2 separate regions of the Sus scrofa genome follow, and region 2 is linked to region 1. The links are chromatin contacts, called in public Hi-C maps. All regions are on one chromosome and are shown on one strand. Each heading gives the region's core, a stretch centred on a gene start, on an enhancer-like site or on the middle of the called end of the contact. The rest is flanking DNA. Distances are from core to core; before and after follow the strand shown.

Region 1 (3,188 bases), core at 323-2,822:
CGTGATGTGGGTTTGATCCCTGGCCTGGGAACATCTGTATGCCAGGGGTGCAGCCAAAAAAAAAAAAAAAAAAAAAAACCTGCTTCTATTCTCTATCCATCTTTGGCTAGCAGTTGTTCTCAAATAATATCATGTATCAGAATCACTTGGAAGGCTAGTTATAGCACAAAAGGCTGTAGAGTTTCTGATTCAGCACAACTGGGGTGGGGCCTGAGAATCTGTGCTTTTAACAAAAGTTCCCTGGTGAGGCTGATTGTTGCTGGTCCAGGGCCACAATTTGGGAAACACTGGCCCTTCAATTCCTTAGTTAACACTAGCACTTGACCTGCTTAAGTTTCATTCTGGAGTGTTAAATTGTCTCTGCATCAAAATTACTTGAGTTGCAAAGTGCTAACAGTTTTAATAACTATAGAAGTTGCAAATAAATGAATAGGTTTCTAAAAGGTCATGCTTTAATCTGCAACTTTTGATCAGTTCTCACAGGAAGTAAGATCTCAGACCAATTTTTATAATGATTTTCTTAGCTGTGCAGTTGAGTTTTTTCTTCTAGAAAGGATTAATGGATTTTCACTTTCCAATAGTATTTCTGAGGCCAATTTAGCTATCATTGAACTGAAGCAAAAAGCAGGCATCTGTGAACTTTGGAATAAACCGATATTGAATTCAATGCTAATCCTAACAGCTGTAAGGTCTTTAATTCCATTAAGGGGTAGTGAGATGGGAAGGAAAGGCAGCTAATACAGGATGAGTTACCAACCAATGGCATTTGTGGGCGACTGAAGCCTGCACCGTAGGATGCACATCTAGGAGTTAACTGCCAGAGGAGTGAGGAATTTCGTATTTATACACCAATTCCCTTAAGCTCTTGGTGTAGGATTGTTCCATGGAGCATTGAGTCCACAGCACTTTAGCCTGCCATGTGGATGGAAAAGTAGGCTCCAAGTTCAAGAGAACATTCTCATACAGGTGCAGGCAGTTGGAATTCAGCAGTTGAATAGCTGGTGAGCCACTTTAAGTGGGGGCTCCCAGGTGGAAATCCAGGACTGACCGATGTCAAAGCCATTGCTATCTTTCTTCTTCCCTTCCTTCCTCCTTTCCTTCTTCCTTCCCTCCCTCCCTCTCTTCCTCCCTTCCTTCCCATCCATTTCATAGGCTCTTTTTCATATATGTGCATGATCCAAATTTGGGAGGAAAATGAGTGGATGGCACATTCTGGGTACCAATTAAATAGCCAAGTCACACACCGTGGGAATGAAGCAGCCTTAGGAAGAACTGAGCCAAGAGGGGTTTCATGCAAGTACTTCTCTAGGTCTTTAATTTTTGACTCATTCTTATGCCTTTTTAACATGACAGACACCTAATCCCCTTCTGCTGCCTCTCCAGCCCAATTTTTTGTGGCTTAGGTGTACCTGCTCTTTGGCAGACAGCTGCAAAAGAAATTTCAAAGTCTAAGCATATGTTTGCTCACTTACTGTAAGCAACAGAGAAGGAAATCTGAACTTTGGAAAAAGTCTATTAATAATTGACAAATAGCAGAATTGTCAGGATGTAGAAAGCAATACAGAAAAAAAAAAAACAAACAAAAAACCATCCTGGCGTTTGCAATAACCCAGGAAAATGTTCACCCGGCTTGTCTGTATCAGTGATTATGAGCAACATGCTAAATCCATACTTCAGAAGTCTATATATGACTATTATAAGTCTGGGGCAAATGATCAGGAAACCTTGGCTGATAATATTGCAGCATTTTCCAGGTAAGAATATTTTTTTAAATCATGCTTTGAGATTACACATGGACATTCTACCAGAGCAAGATCAGTTTCTGTGTTGATAGTGTGAAATTATTTGTCTAGACAATATGCTTATTAGAGAGGGGGCAATTCATGGGGCTGTGAGACATATTGATCTTTAAACTTGTTTTAAAATAAAAATATCCCAAGCCTGGCAATCTTGGACAGCTGACAGAAAAAAAAATCTAACCCTAAGTTTCCTCACTTGAAATGACGTGGATGATTCATTTAACTGTGTATAAAAATAGTGACAGATTCTGACTCTGTTTTCTTTTTCTTTGAGGCTGACAGAGTGTATGTTTATGGTGGAGAAAGCCATTCGTATTAAATGCAAGATAGCCATCTTATCTGGTGGAACCAGATCGGATTGTTCTCTCAAATGTTCTCATCCTTCTGGCTTGCCATTATCATTCATTCTGATTACTATTGTCTAAACTTTCACTTGAGCTTTCAATTGGCCTAAAGAACATTAATCTTTCAGCTTTGCTGTTTCATCTCTAAAGTGCTTCATCTCTCTTCCCAAATTAGTTTTCCCTTGACTTTCATATTTCAAGATCCAACATGGTGGATGTCATGGTTTATGGTTTCTGTTTGTAATAAAAACAAGAAACAAAATAACTCTAAAGGAGTGCTTTTCTCTCAAGGCAGTTAGGAAATGGTTTATTTGCTGGAGCAGGGGAAGAGAGCCTTCAATATACTATAGTCTTTGAAGCTCATTGATCTTTTCTTCCAGCCATTAGTAAAGCCAATGAATGTCATGAGTACTCATTGATGGTGATAAATTAAAGAAAAAAAAGGCAGAAAGTATCCAAAGGAAAGAATCTACCTTCCTCCTTGATTTCTTCTTTAGCCCCTAGAGCAAAATCACTCAAAATCACTTTTCTACTTGTCAACTGGGAGAAATGAAATCATTCTACACAAGGTGGTTGCTGGCAAGCAGACTGATTCACCTGCAAATCAGTGTAGGAGCTTGAGAGTTGAAGTGGGGCCTCCCCTAAACTCCTTCAAGCCTTGACTTTGTCTTGGATTTTCTTTGCAACAAAAATGGCATTTTAAAAAAGCTAGGGGGAGCCATGGGAAGAGAAAAGTTGGCTGAGAGTGGAGGGGCTTAAAATTCTGCATGATCTTTTTTTCCAACCATTATGGAATTTTTTAGATCCTTTTGATATTTTCTGCTCTTGAGAGATGCTCGTTTTTGGACCTGTTTCAGCTGTTCGCCAGGTAGTGTGGTTTGCCTCTTAGTAGTCTCCTGAAAATGACACTTGAACCCAAACAGGTAATTTTAACCAGGGACATTCCAGGCCTTTGACAATCTGATGGCGTTGGTATCTCTTAGCATGACTCAGGTCGAAATACTTAGGTGACCATCTACTCCATTAATATATGATCTTCCTCAGC
Region 2 (3,188 bases), core at 418-2,917, 35 kb before region 1:
CATTTGACACATCGTCATCCTATCAGTTTCATCACTGCAGCCCATGCATGGACTGGAGTGAACCTGCCTCTGAGGAGCTTGTATTTTATCAGGGGAAATGGCATGTTTATAGTGGGTAGAAAGTGACTCAACGCTGCAGTCCGGGCTGGAGGGGAAGCCAGTCAATCACTGTCTAAAATAGTTTAGTTCACATCACTGATGTCTTCTCACCATTCGTCCCTATAGAAATTTCTTGTGGCACTACATCCTGAAATACTCTTCCACACACTCAGGGTTTACCCACTAGGGAGGGACAATGCATGTACAGACTAGTTTTATTTGTCAGTGTTTTCTAAAAGATCACTTTAGATGTGGCCGATAGTGTCTATTTTCTTATATCTGCTTGATTCATCTGTTTTTAGTGGGCTGTGTATATCATTTGATTTTGTGAACCCTGTTTTAATAATAGCGTTTTCTTACTTTATATCACATTTGAAAAGTAGGAAATTCTTAATCATACCCTTGTCTTTTTGGGGGACTTTGGGCCATTTGCTGTGTATTTGTGTATGAATATCTGGTTATAGAAACAGGGGCTAACTCTGGGACTATTCGATAATGTCTCATCCACTCATTGTAAAATCACTCTTTTTTTCCTTCCAGGTCTTGGTAGTAATATCAGAATGTTTCTCTATGCCACTTCCAAGGCATTTATCTGAACGTTCTGGTACGTATGACAAATTCATGCGATAGAGTATTTTTGGAATTCCATGGTGTGCCCTTATTGTACTCGTACAGTGGATTTCCCTCCAGATTTTCTAGGTGACCAAACCATCACAACTTCCACATTCCTTCAAGTATGTTCTCCAGATGTATTTGAACAAAAATTCTTTTTTTTCCCCCATCTCTTAAATTAGGGAATATTTCATTTTGGTAATTGCTCTTTGCCTGGAATTGCATGCCTTTCATTAATCAATTGACACCTTTTTCTTTCAAACTGGAATGAGAAGGGAGGGGCGCTTACACTTGGTGGGTTTCTCCCCTGTACCTGTAACTGTCCTCAGACCTTTAAAAGCAGTTTCCCCAAGTCCTTTCACTACCTCACACTGTTTCTGGGACAAAACAGCCCTGGATTTCCATGGTTTTATTACTATTTTTTTTTTTCAGAGAGACTTTGCATAAAGACTTATATGAGACTTTGTTGAGTTTTATGTGGAAGTCTATCTAAGTAAGCTGATGCATATTTTTTTAGTTGTTAAAGTTTTTAAGGCTTGGAGACTTCCATGTATAATTATAAATTGTATTATTTTTTTCCTTAGAGTTCTTAAAAGTAACAGAAACCCAGTTTAAAGCAACTTAAGGAGAAAAAAAGGGAAATTTATTAGCTCACATAACTGAAAAATCCAGGGATGTTCTGACTTTAAGTACAGCGCAAGGGATATTAGGTTTCTGTTGGTATGAAGCTGATTCAGTGGCTGTCAACAGCCCCAACTCAACTTTTTATCAGTTTAGCAATCCCTGTAGAAAGAGAGAAATCTTTTCCTCCTGACTCTGGTCAGAAACTCCGGGGAAATACTCTGATTGGCTGGGCTTAAGTCACATTTCTGAACCAATCATCATGACCAGTGAGCAGGTCACTGAACATTCAACAAGGTACAAAATATGAAGCACGAAGGAACCTTTGCCCTCCCTGCTCCTGGGCTCTGCCAGAGTCAACACGGCCAGGGAAGTTTCCAGAGAGAGATGAAGAGGCCCTGGGTGGAGCTAGGACGCCATCCAGAGATCTGTCCTGTGTGATAACATAGTTTCAGGATGGAGAAAACTGTCACACGTGCTGTTTCTTCACAGCTAAGTGCACTCGGTTGATTGCTGAACGACTTTTTAAAATGGAAGTGTGGTTGATGTACAATGTTATATTAGTTCCAGGTGTACAGCATGGTGATTTGATGACTTTATGGCTTATACCCCTTATTTAAAGTTATTATAAAATACTGCTTATGTAATAAAATACCCTGTTCTGTAAGTGACATCCTTGTATCCGATGTTTTATACCTACTAGTTTATACCTCTTATTTTTTTTCTATTGTCTTGCCTCTCCCTGCTGGTAACCACTAGTTTGTTTTCTGTGTCTATGAGCCTTTTTCTGTTTGGTTATATTCATATATTTTTTAGATTCCACATATAAGTGAAAACAACGCATTTGTCAAAGCCGTTATTTATCCAGAGAATGTCCCTCTCTCTTCCTTCCACAGAGCAGAGTCTCCAGTCAGAAGAGGCCCACACGGCTGAGCAGTTACAGGATGTAGAGGAGGAAAAGGATGATTCAAATGAAGAAGAAAACAAAGACAGCCTTGTAGATGACGAAGAAGAGAAGGAAGACCTCGGTGAGGAGGACGAAGCAGAGGAGGACGAGGAGGACAGCGCGGTCACCGGCAGGGACGAGGAGAGGAGTGATGCCCTGGACCAGAGGCCCCCAGGGGAGGCCCCGGAGGACGAGGCACCTGGTGGTGAGACTGGAGACAACACCCCCGAGCAGCCCAGTCTGGCTGGTGCAGAGGTGGCGGCGGAAGACACGCTGAGGCAGCGCAAGAGTCAGCATCCCGACAAGGGAGACAAGGGAGACGAGGGAGACGAGGGGCCATCGGCCTGATGACGGTGTTTCCCGGAGCACAGAACACAGGAGTGCCAGCTTCGCTCTGCTCTGCAGTTCAAACCAAATCCTTACTTTTCCCTGAATGCTCAAGCCTCTCCTTAAAAAACCATCTCTAGCTGCATAGTCTCATGGCGTTAAGCTTCATGTGTGTTAAGGAGACTCTTCCAGGCTTGACAGTCAGGATACAGAAAAGCAAACATAGTGTTAGGGTCGTTTGGGACCTGGGATGGGCACAGGTTCATTGACTTGGGGCTGTGGGGCTTTGACCAGAGGAAGCAATCCCCTGTGCATGGACAGCAGACATGGCTGCAGGCCCCTACAATGAAAGCAGGGGAACCTGAGCATCCTGTGTGGAGCCGCGGTCTTGCTTTCTCTTCGTGTACTGAGCATTTATGTTTGTCAGACTCTAAGAACATCAGGCCCCATAGTACAGGGGCACTTTTAGAGCTAAAAATTGAGAGGGCCTTGGATATTATTGTAGAAAAGACCCTGGAAGTCTTCAGCTCTCTAAATCTCCCTTGTTATGTTTTAACATTTCCAACTTTCCCACCATGGGCCT

Evidence for each region. A called contact is a pair of places that touch in the nucleus more often than the background predicts.
Region 2: a contact with region 1 is called in a Hi-C map of liver, with 7 times the contacts expected there. The contact joins the enhancer-like site here to the promoter of HAO1 in region 1. A contact is called at or near these places in 1 of 5 promoter capture datasets (liver) and 19 of 47 Hi-C or Micro-C datasets (adipocytes, adipose tissue, embryonic fibroblasts and 10 more).

Annotation. Positions count from the first base shown.
Region 1 is chr17:16,800,844-16,804,031 of Sscrofa11.1, reverse strand. It overlaps HAO1 (hydroxyacid oxidase 1), which reads left to right and starts at 1,572. Exons shown (of 8, transcript NM_001243431.1): 1 at 1,572-1,754. The coding sequence starts at 1,618.
Region 2 is chr17:16,835,505-16,838,692 of Sscrofa11.1, reverse strand. TMX4 (thioredoxin related transmembrane protein 4) reads left to right here. Exons shown (of 8, transcript NM_001243407.1): 7 at 640-703; 8 at 2,229-3,188. The coding sequence ends at 2,626. Among named protein-coding and RNA genes, the nearest start is that of HAO1, 35 kb to the right of the region's middle. Within about 2 kb of position 1,667, at least 9 of the 83 cell types and tissues checked have an H3K27ac peak or open chromatin away from gene starts, as enhancers often do. A contact at or near this core is called in adipose tissue, fetal liver and liver, where this site is marked.